Regions from separate parts of the Mus musculus genome. Here region 1 is linked to region 2. The links are chromatin contacts, called in public Hi-C maps. All regions are on one chromosome and are shown on one strand. Each heading gives the region's core, a stretch centred on a gene start, on an enhancer-like site or on the middle of the called end of the contact. The rest is flanking DNA. Distances are from core to core; before and after follow the strand shown. Region 1 overlaps Msrb3 (methionine sulfoxide reductase B3). Region 2 has its middle 3.4 kb from the start of Gm35130.

Region 1 (5,855 bases), core at 657-3,156, 140 kb before region 2:
TCACTCAGGATTTCTTGGTAATTTCCCACAACAGCTCCTGTAAGTATTATAAAGCACCCCGGGCCCGGAGCAGAAACTTTGACCACAGTTCTGTCCTTGGCTTGTGTGTGACCCTGGACATGTCTGTGAGCCTGCCCAGATTTCCTTCTCCTCTTCTTTAAAATGAAGAAGGAAAGTTAGATAATCTGTTCCATCATGGAATTCCGTGCTTTGTTTTTCTTCTTAGCTACAGTTTTCATTTCTGGCTGGAGGTGAATTACATCGCAAATGTCAGTATTAATTATTACTCCAGACCTACAGGAAAGTCTGCTAGGTAGTACTTGAGCACCAGAATCCTCGTCACTAAAGCAAGATGAAAGGACTATCCGAAGAGGGATCGTGCAGCAAAATTTGATGCACAGTTTTAATCCTAGGGAAAATTTGGTATTGCGGTGGCTTAGATCAGATAGCATGGTAGTTCTTGGCCAACTAGAGGCGCTGTCTAGATAGGTCTAGTTCTAGTTCTAGTGATAAGCCACACTTCACACCATGCACACAGGAAGCAGTTGAGACTCTGAAGTCACCTCATCGACCTGTTTAACAAACCAGCCCACGACTGCTAGGTCGTTTGGGAAGATAGCGTTCTAGTGAATAAATGAAAACTCCCAAGGGCTCATTCCGAAAATGGGGTTTGAAATACAAAGACCATGCTCTGTGAGAGGAGAACTAGTGAACCAGGGGCTTGCGACTCTAGAACGTGACACAGCGTCTGGTGGTTGGTATTTCTTAAACGAATATATATGCACACATATATACATACACACATGTATACATATACACATATACACACATATATACACACACTATATACATATTCACATATATACATACATATATATACACATACACACACATATATACACACACAAATACACATACACACCTATATATACACATATACACATATGTATACATACACACACATATATAAATATATATATACACACATATAAATGCACACACACATATGTACCATCTAGAATTTATTTGCCTTTTTCTCTAAAATAGTATGAGTTCATTGGTTTATTAGTTGTTTGAAGGTGCATACATAGTTCTTATACTTACTACGAGAATTAAGAACTCTGGCTCATCTGGTCACAGCTGTGGAGCAAATTAGTATGTTTGTACTTTATTGAGTACAGATGCACACAACAGCATCTCTGTAAAGCAAAAAGCACCATTTTCAATTAAAACTGACAATAGTTCATTAGCAGCAACTGGTGTTACATCTACTTTAAAATCACCCCGCCTACCCACTGGAACAGCACAGTCTCTGTTAGTGCTGTTAAAATAGGCCTGTTAAAATCCGGACCACCTCCTATGGTCTTCTAGGAAACAAACAAATCAACCAATCAAACAAACAGTTTTGTGGACACAATGTGTTTGTAGTTTCTCGTTTTCTATTGTTCTTGTTCTAAAACCCCTGGGCTCTGCGAGAGGAGCTCAGAGCCTGTTCTCAGGCAGACAGGAAACCACTGTGAAAAGGACCAGGGTTTGGTAGCCCTTGGTTCTCTGTTGCTGTCACTAGTACAGTTCTGATTTTTCTGCTCACCATTTCCACAAGTTCATCTCACCTAGATTTTTAATTATACTAACATTTTGAAGAATACATAGAAACACAGATATGTATGATGTGTACGTGTGATATGTGTGTGTGTGCATGAGCGTGTGTGTGTGTGTGTGTGTGCATGTGAGCATGCAGTTCTTCAGGCTTGATGCGGGGCCTCGTACATGCCATATACACTAACAGGCCAGGAGTGGTGTGTTTGTTTGTTTAAAGAGGGATAACTTTAAAAACAGAGACAAGTTTCTGCATAGTTTGCAACAGAATTAGAAAGCAGCTGACTGGTTGCTACACCTGCCTTCCAGTAGGTGGCGCTGGCTTTACATTTCTTTCACAGCTTGTACTGCAGTGTTAGCATTGAACACATAGGTGCATTGTAAAAATCTGAAAGTATGTAAGGAATATCCAGTTAAGAACATATGGATTTACGAACCACACTTTCCCTGCCTATACCGTGTTCCGACGATATGCGTAGAGTGAAACCTTTTTCGTTTTCAATAGGACTCCAACCCCCTTTACTCCGACGTTTCTTGGAAATGTCTTTCATATGTAGACTCTCTACAAACTAAAACAAGTTTTTGTAAATTAACTTATCTTGTACCAAATAGCTGATTTAGCAGTAATTTATAGCTTTATATGCAGCTAAATTTTCTGCAGCGGACCACCCAAGAATTAAAGAAAACTACACATTTTGTTTTGCCATGTTTTGGATTTTTATAGAATCTCGAGATGTTATTAGTTAAACATGTTGAATGTTAAGCATGGATCAGTTTTTGCATGAATGGAATATTTTAGGAAACTAGAAAAATTATATTTTAAATATTTATTAATGAGTTGATTAATGAGTTGAGTATTTTTGAAACAAGATTTAGTAGCTTTATAATATAGTAAAGCTTCAATTAATATGGAAAACTTGATATGTGGTGTTGTTTAAAAAATCATTTGTGGAGAATGCATATTTTGTCAAGGCCGATTTGTCACAAAATAATGTATATGTATAAATCCAAAGTGCCAGGCATATGCCTTACTAAACTTTGTTAAATGGCAAACAAATCAATAATTATAAAATCCATAGTGCAGTAGAATAGTCAAGAGAGGCATGGAGAATATCTTAAACACATTTCAGTATTTCTTCTTGAACATTAAGCATAACAATGAGTGTAAAAGATATAAAACATTACTGTCTCCAACACTTCTATAGGATAAGAAAGTCAGCGCCTTTAATCCCAGCACTCGGGAGGCAGAGGCAGGCGGATTTCTGAGTTCGAGGCCAGCCTGGTCTACAGAGTGAGTTCCAGGACAGAGAGCCAGGGATACACAGAGAAACCCTGTCTCGAAAAACAAAACAAAACAAAACAAACAAACAAACAAACAGTCAGGACAAGATGAATGTGGAGACACTGCTTAGCTAGGCTGGTTCTGCAGTTACCCATGCTCACAGAGATGTTGGAAACGATCAGAGAGGAATGACAGGATCTTCCCCGCAGCCCCTGTGCATGATGAAGCAGCGAGCCAGAGGGAACTGCAGAACACGCCCCATCACACCTGTGGGTTTTCACCATCAGTCTTGCCCAGTTTAGAGTTTCAACTGAAACAGTTTAGTCAGCAATCAAACTTTTCATGATTCCTTTTGCTGGATACATTTTAATTTAAAGTTATTTAAGCTAGGTTATTGAGACAGAGTGACAAAATGATAAATAAGCAAATGTAGATATTTTGTGCCTTCACATTTGAAAGCAACTATTTATGGGAAAGCTTAACATCTGTTAGAAATGCCTTAATTTCCCCCTTTATCTGTATTTAATACGCCCACACAAGTATCACTTATCTAAAAATGCTTCAAAAGTATTTACTAGGTACACAGTGGATTAATAAATTATATACTTGCACAGTTACACATATTAACTTTTATGATAAATACTTCTCCCTTCAACACTACTTTATGATGCTTATATTCAGCCACGCGATTACAGAGAACGGGATATTATTTTAAATCAATAGATTATTTGAATTTTAGGCAAGCCAGGAAAATCTACCATTGTAAATATCTTTACAGTTGTAATTTTATAAGATTTTACTGCCAGAATACATATTATCTCAGGATGACTCATTCCACTTGATTAATATTTTAATATCACCCATGTGATTTTATATAACTTAACCTCAAGTTTCAGAGCCTTTTACTATAGTTTTGGCATTGATGAAGAAACAAATTATATATTCCTTACTGGTTTGTTTTTATTACCAGTTTGCTGTGGGGCCCCGGAAGCATCCTTTTCTACCTTTTATTCCATGTCTTCAACTGTAAACTAAGAGTTATATAACATTTATTATTATTATTATTATTACTTTTACAATTAGACAGAATTCTCAAGTGTTACATTAGCCGAAAATTTCCCAAACCTTGTAAAATAGAACCTCCACTTCTTGCTATCCAAGAGAAGAAAGCGGAGAAAAGAAACCAGGGAGCAGCCGGCTAAAACCCGGAGAGGACGATGGGGTGGCCAGGCAAAGTATTTCTTGTTACAGGAAATGCTTGGATCCTGTAAAGTACCAGAAAGGCTGAGATTTTTGACTGGTTGATTCACTGCTCCATTCACACCAGAACCACGTCTGTCACATCACGGGCACCCGATGCATGTCTGTGGACCGGGTGAATGTCGGTGAACAAGCAGTGGTGGCGCCCGCCTTTAATCCCAGCACTTGGGAGGCAGAGGCAGGCGGATTTCTGAGTTCGAGGCCAGCCTGGTCTACAGAGTGAGTTCCAGGACAGCCAGGGCTACACAGAGAAACCCTGTCTCGAAAAAAGAAAAACAGAAAAAAAGAAAAACAAAACAAAACAAACAAACACCCCTTAGGCCTCAGAACAGTGCCTCAGGAAGATGGCCGCTGGAAGGAAGTACTTTACTGATGCTCTTGTGAGTCCTCATAGACACTCCCTTGTCGTTTAACTATAGAGGCAGGAGAAGGGTAAGAAATGTTTTGCTGCTTTCTGCACCATACGGCAGGATGGCTTCCTGGGACCAGATTTCACAGAGGACAGGAAAGGGTGTCAAGGACGAGGTAGCTGTACCTAGCGGGGCGTGGAGCTGGCAGGAGATGACCGTGTGCTTGGGGAATGTGAGTTAGCAGTAGTGGGGCATAGTAAGGTACCACAGAGCATGCGCTGAGGAGAGCGTAGTCAACGGCTGGGTACAACCTCCAGGTCCGGGCTCCTGTCACATAGGCGTGTGAGCACACCAGGTAACTTCTTCAGGCATTAACTGCTTCTTAGGGGTTTTAGTCTAGAAGCTTGTCAGTTTTCAGTTTATAAGATGAGGAATATTAGTTCTGTTATTTACCCTGTAAATTATCAGTTGATGCTACGATATATTACTGTCTTCATAAATTTGAATACTCAGCTTTTTCCACTCTACTATTTTCATAATGAGGATTCAGCTTAAAAAAAAACCAAAGTGATGGGGGTTGGTGAGGGGGCTCGGCTGTTAAGAGCACTGGCTGCTCTTGCAGAGGACCTGGGTCAGAGTCCCAGCATCCTCGTGGCAGATCCCAACTTTCTGCTAACTCCAGTTCCAGGGGATCCAGTGCCCTCTTCTGGCCTCTGCTGGTACTACATGCATGCTACACCTACTTTCAGGCAAAACACTGCTATCCATGAAATAAAAATAAATAAATCTTTAAGACAAACATTGTGATAAGGACATATGATAGTTTGGCAGTATTCTTTCCTCTTTCTAGTGGAGCATAGATAATGTACCACATTTTAAAATGTACAGTAATATGAGAGTCTTTCTGAAATGGACCACATGAAGGAATCAGGTTGATTCTCCTAACCTGATTTGACTATGGGAAATTCCCCCTCTCTCTTTCCAAGGGGAACAACAGGTTAGCATTTCTTTCAGGAGTCAATGTTTTATAAGATACTCTCTGGCCCATGCTGGATCAACAACCTCATAACCTTACATTTAAGAACAGTTATGCTAGTCCTGGTGAAAAGACTTGAACTCGGACCTCGAGAGAAGTGATGAAGGATCGAGTACTTTCAAAGGGAACAGTTTCCTTACTCCATCCTTATTATCATTTTTATCACTCTGACTCACTCAGCAAACATCACTGTATGTTTGAAACCGAGATCTAAGAAACATGGGCACAGGTAACTAGAAGACATCTTGGGGGAAGCTTTCAACAGTAGCCACTGAGACGGAGACTTAAGTAAATAAGCAAGCCAAGTTCAGATCGACATTTGTCTTGC
Region 2 (5,676 bases), core at 1,302-3,801:
CCTTTAACCTACACTGCTGGTCAGAGACATTCACTGGGACAGTCACCATACTGAACCAAGCTTCTCCCTGACCACGGACTCATGACCTTGTCCGGCATCCTCATCAGACCAGCACCAAAGAGCTTCTTTCCCCAGCTTGGCAGCTTGATCTTTTCTTTAGAACTATAAGAGCTTGGTAATGTTTGACCTGATGGTTGTGTTGTGTGTTACATGGTAGTGTTGTGCATCTCAGAGGCACTCCTGTTTTCCCATCAAGATTCCTGGGCCATGCCACCCAGCTGTGTGTCAGAGGATGCAGTGTGACAAGAATACAGTAACATTGGTGAACAATGGAAATATGTTCTCTAATCATTTTGAATCTCTTTGCCCAGGAATTGGTTGAGTAAGACAAAGAAAAACCAAAAAAGTGGTCTCCTAATATGGTGCTTTGGTATATACCATAAACAGTCATTTCTATGGGGCAGAGAAGCTCGAGCTGTTGACTCTCTAGGGACACATTTTTCTTTCTATTTTCTTCTCTGCGATGGGATATGCTGTTATGGAACAGTGGAGATCAGGGTTTCTCGCATGCCTGTGCATTTTCCCATTGCTTTTTTATGCTATTTCAGTTGAAAGTTATTTTTCCCAGAAAAAAAAATCATTATGAACTATTTGGAGCAGTCATGGTTTTACTGGGTGCTAAAGATTTCTCTCTCTAGTTTTGTCACCAGCAATAGGGAACCTGATGTGGGGCGCGGTCACTGTCCCATGATAGCGCAGTGGTAGAGCTAAGAACAGCATTCCAAACTTGCACTTTAAAGTGGAAAGATCTGGCAAAAGTGGCATGCTAAGTGGTTCTGTCTCGTCACATTGCACTAAGGAACCTTCTGCTCGGGGAAGTAAAGGTTGACTTTATGCCAAAAGCTTATGGTGTGCTTTCAGAGTCACAACGATGCGCCAGGCCTCAGAGCTAACTCAGAAGCAAAGGCCTTCCGTGTGGAATTTTCACGTGGGCTGGGCAGGTGGCATTTCCCTCAGGGCCCATGAGTGTAGAGATGGTTTCTGAGACCCCAAGCTCCAGACTTCCTGCTCTTCCCTCAGGCTCCTTCCTATTCCACACACCTTTCTGAAAAATCTCTGTAGCTCTTCTGTTCTTCCCATGGCTTTTTCTCGGCACTTTGGAAACTGTTAGAAAGATCACCACCTTTCCCAGCTCCATCCCCTGTTGAAACTGGCAGTGTCTTGTGATCCACTCATGCCATGTGCCCAGTCTTTACTGTCCTCTTTAGAAAGTCAAAGCAAACATCTGGGAACTTTAGTGAACAGCCCAGGCTCTAAGGCTCTCAATGAAGTGGCTGACACAAAACTAGGCAGACTCAGTAACTACCTTTTAAAGAAAATGATGCCTTTTGGCACCTCCATTATTTTAGCCCCTTCACACTTGCCTGTCACTTACAGAAGAAACATACCAACCAAAGGACATTATAGAATACGTATTGATTATCAATTCTCAGAGCCACCATTCACTGAGTACTAGTTAATTGTTTTCGTTTAAGATAAACTTTCAGGTTAATTCTGCTGAAATCCAGAAAGCCGGGGGTGGGGTGGAGTGGGGGGCTGTACATGTAGTACTATTTACCAGAGAGATGAGGACATCTTCAAAGCCAATGGCAGAGAGAGGATGAAGTTTGGATGTGGAAAGAGCATTAGGAAGCCAAAGGTGTTGTAGCTCCTTGAATGGCATAGAACAAACAAGACAGAGATTATAAAGACAAGAAGGCTCGAGGGGTGGCAGAGTGTGGGGATTACACCAGGAACGGTAGAAGGATAAAGCTTAAATCGGAGTGGGCAGTTGGCTGCATATGCAGCCATACCCAGCAAGTCTATCCGCCTATCCATCACCATCCAGAGTCGTCTCCACAGGTCAAAACAGCTGTCATGAGCTGGTTGGATACAGGGCTGTTTAAGCAGTTGTAAATGGGATGGAACTGGGGGTCGGAGACCACACCAAATACAGCCAGTACCTTGTGGTGAGTGCCGTGGGAAGCTCTGGCTGGGCCCTTGGCTCTGTCCATTCCATCTTTTCTGTCTTTCCGTCTCCACTCCATCCTTTTGCACCTTCCTGCTGACCTGGCCCCTCACTCCGAAAGCCCTGCAGGCTGAGAGACCTCAGATGCGCTACTCTGCTCCACCCACTTTCCCACACTCAGGAGGACCTTGGGTGGGGAGGTTGGAAGGGATCAAGGAGAGCATCCTGCTGAGATGAGGTCGGAGGCAGCCTGGACATCAAAGGTACCCAGGCCGCAGAGCTTGGGAGGAGGGCAAGGCCCCCTAACAGAAGGAGCCAGAGAGTGTTCCTTGCTGGCTCCTCTTACAAGGAAAGCCTCTCACCTTGTCTTTGAATTAAAATGGGAAGCCAAGATTTTTTATCCCAAAGGCTATAAGGGAATTCTTAAACCGCAGGTGTCAGTTTCTATTAAAAAAAAAAAATTAAGTTTCAGACCTCTGGCTAGTGAACGTCTGAGAGAGCAGTTGAATGAATCATTAACTCTGTTTGGATGCTTCATGTAGGTCAGTCAGACTTCCTGCTGCTCACTCCGGGAAGCACACTCCAGATTCTTTAGGGAGAGACAGCACGTTATCCTCTAGAGCATCTCCAGCCCTTGATTCGCAAGCAGGCTGCCTCTCACAGCAGCCATTCTGTGCGATCAAGCCCATGGTGAACCTCTAGGGACTCATTTCCTAAGCTATGTTAATAATCCTAACATTCTTAGGGAAGCCAGTTCCCTCACAAGTGGTAGGATGCCCAGCCTCTGTGGGGAGAAAATTTGAAAAGGGACTTCCTAACGTCCCCCCAAACGACAGAATACGATCACCTTGCAGACCTCCTCTGCCCCCGCCTCCACATTCCTCTTCACTTATATAGCCGTTGGGTTTCAATGGGAAAACCAAAGCCAGGATACTTGCTAGACACCCGACAAATGCCAGTTTGGGGTGGGAGTCTGAGAGGACTCTGGGTAGGAGCTGTCAGACCCGGGGATAGCTGCTCCCAGGGAGACCCAGCATTTTAGCGCTCACAGAAGGCGCAGGCGCACAAGGTCTTCCATCGTAACCCCAAGTTCTCTCCAAGCCAGCCCCACGGACTCTGGCAGGATAGCCTAAGGTGATAGGATTGGAAGGAAGTTGGGTAGGGAATTGAAGGCACTGTGTCCTCCCTCCCTGACTCCGGCTTCAGGTAAACGTGTGTATTTAGCTACAGCCACAACCACGAAGTGCCCCCCCCCACTCCCTATCCCCGAATGTTTTCTTGGAAGTCAATTAAAACAAGGTGAATCACAGTAGGAGATAAAAACAAATAAATGCCAGCTGGCTGAGGCTTACCAGCCCTTGACTGGTTTGTTTACACATAAAGAACAAAACAAAATAAGATAAAATAAAACACTGTCATCTTTCCTCATAAGAGCTGTAATTAGACTTGTGCCTCGCACAAGACAGAGAATGGATCCCAGTGCCCGGCGGGAATTGCTGTTGCCTCAATTCTCAGCGTTCGGCAATTTTTTTTTTTCGTTTGGCAATTTGTTTTTGCTTGTTTGTTTGTTTGTTTTGTTTGGTTTGGTTTTTTTTGGTTTTTTTTTTTTTGGCTTTGTTTTGTTTAATTTGACCATTTTCTGATTCTGCCAGGAGGCATATTTTTCTCTCTAGCGCACATCTCTAATCAGTATCTACCTCCATGTTTCTCTGGCTGTGGTATAGTTAGCAGAAAGAGCAGGGTTCCTGGGGGCAGGGATGGGGGAGGGGAGGGGAGGGGAGGGGAGGGGAGAGAGAGAGAGAGAGAGAGAGAGAGAGAGAGAGAGAGAGAGAGAGAGAGAACTCAACAATCTACAAGCTGGATCACAGTGGCTTGTGAGGGCCACATCCCTTAGGAGAGACTTGGCAAACCTGGGTCAAAAGACTTACACACTCTTGTCTGGCTCACATGCCTTCAAAGCTCAACTGTTCTGTGTTCTCTTTGGGTTACAGATACACAGCAATTCTCAGCATCACCATAGCCTCCTTTGCTGATCCCTGCAACTCCTGCCTGAACCCTTTCCCAGTTTAATCGTGCAGGAATGCTGTTCCAAAGACGTAGGGTCATAAGGGTGCAATAAATCAATCCCAATACACCCCTAATGAATGGCAAATTAAACAACATTTGTTTCAGGTTCATAGGTCCTCTTGGAAGATGCCATTTTAATGCAAACAAAATTGCCGCCTGTCAGGTATGAAGGGATAGGAGGGTAAAGTGAGGAGGACTTGTAGTCTTCTGTGCCTTTTAAGATAAAGGATTTTTGTTTTGTTTTGTTTTTCTTTTCACCAGAAATAGCCACAAAGTTAATTTGCTCAACTAACTGACTCCGAGATCTTTCTGTAGTTCTTATCCTGGAACAGAAGTTTCAGAGCGCTGGGAACTCTGGGCTAACCTAGATCCTCGGTTCTGTTTTTACTGACGCTTGTTATGGGGATGGGCTGGGGTAGGCGTTTCTGGGAGGCTGGCATGCATGCCCCAGGCTGCAAGGTTTGAGCTAAAACAAATCTTCCAGTTACATACAATGATCACAGAGACTCGGCCCTTTCTCACCCTCGCTTTCCACCCAGGGGCTGGAATAAACTTGTTAGAGCTTCATCAAGAGGGAAAAAAAAAAAAAAAGGATAGCTTTTAGTCTTCCATGGCCCCTAAGCTTTTAGGTAATAAATAATAAAAGGTATTTATTACACGTTATGTTACAGTGACATAGTGGAATCCAAATGCTTTTAACCATAACACTTTCTTCCTCAGATGTTAAAAAGAAAAGAGTATTAGAATTTGGGAAGGAGGACAGCAGGAGCGGTGCCTTTAAAACTTGAGGAATGTGGTAAAGAGAGCCCTGTGTGTTTTTTATAGGCGCAGAATGGGGTGGGGGGAATGCCTGGAGAAACCCCAGGCAGGAAGTCAGGGGATTAGGGCTCCCAGCCTGGCGTTGCCACTGTCTGGCTGTTACCTTGGGCAGGAGCTCCACCCTGGCTTGCTCTCTGCTTCTCATTTACCTTGTAAACAGTGAGCAAGCTTCCTGTTTTGTTAGCTATTGGGTCTCCTGGACCACACTCTTGCATGATGCTTTCTTTTACCTCAAAGGAGCCAGGCTCAGTATGGCTAAAGGACAAGAGGCAGAGAAACAGGCGCTGCCCCTTTCCTCAATGCTACAGTCAGGCTTGGCACTAAAGTCTTCCCCCACCCCCTACAGATGTAGCCTCCCTCACCATGCTTCTGGCAGTAGAGTATTGTGGTTATAAACATAGGCTCTCCAGTCCAGTGCAGAGTCCACCTGGGGGGCCCAGCCCCAGGCTACCTGTAAGTAACTGGGGGCACTTGAGAAAATTATTTCTCTTCTCTGCACCATCAAATTCATATCTGGAAAATGGGGACAGTAGGGCATTTTAAATATAAACTCAGAAAGTTAAAAGTAGGGAGTCCCGTAGCTCTTACTTACAAATATTCCACTCGTAGCAGACAGAGAGAAATGAACAATAACAAATGACTTTTCTGGGCATGGTGATTCAAACTCTTAATCCTGGCACTGGGATGGCAGAGGCAAGTGGATATCTGCTAGTTGAGGCCAGCCTGGTCGACTCCAGGCCAGCCAGAGCTACAGAGTGAAACCTGTCTCAAAAAAAAAAAAA

What was found. A called contact is a pair of places that touch in the nucleus more often than the background predicts.
Region 1: a contact with region 2 is called in a Hi-C map of tail fibroblasts, with 4 times the contacts expected there. The contact joins two enhancer-like sites. A contact is called at or near these places in 1 of 15 datasets of contacts at CTCF or cohesin (the NIH/3T3 cell line), 32 of 484 Hi-C or Micro-C datasets (3T3-L1-derived adipocytes, the AML12 cell line, the C2C12 cell line and 19 more), 10 of 115 datasets of contacts at active chromatin or transcription factors (acute myeloid leukemia, bone marrow-derived macrophages, a colorectal cancer cell line and 7 more) and 3 of 9 other capture datasets (embryonic stem cells, liver and pancreatic islet).

Annotation. Positions count from the first base shown.
Region 1 is chr10:120,860,707-120,866,561 of GRCm38.p6, reverse strand. The region is part of intron 2 of Msrb3 (methionine sulfoxide reductase B3); the gene reads left to right. Gm15910 (predicted gene 15910) reads right to left here. Exons shown (of 3, transcript NR_038023.1): 3 at 3,234-5,855. Among named protein-coding and RNA genes, the nearest start is that of Gm15910, 6.0 kb to the right of the region's middle. Within about 2 kb of position 1,906, at least 11 of the 459 cell types and tissues checked have an H3K27ac peak or open chromatin away from gene starts, as enhancers often do. A contact at or near this core is called in tail fibroblasts, where this site is marked.
Region 2 is chr10:120,719,551-120,725,226 of GRCm38.p6, reverse strand. No RefSeq gene overlaps it. Among named protein-coding and RNA genes, the nearest start is that of Gm35130, 3.4 kb to the right of the region's middle. Within about 2 kb of position 2,551, at least 23 of the 459 cell types and tissues checked have an H3K27ac peak or open chromatin away from gene starts, as enhancers often do. A contact at or near this core is called in tail fibroblasts, where this site is marked.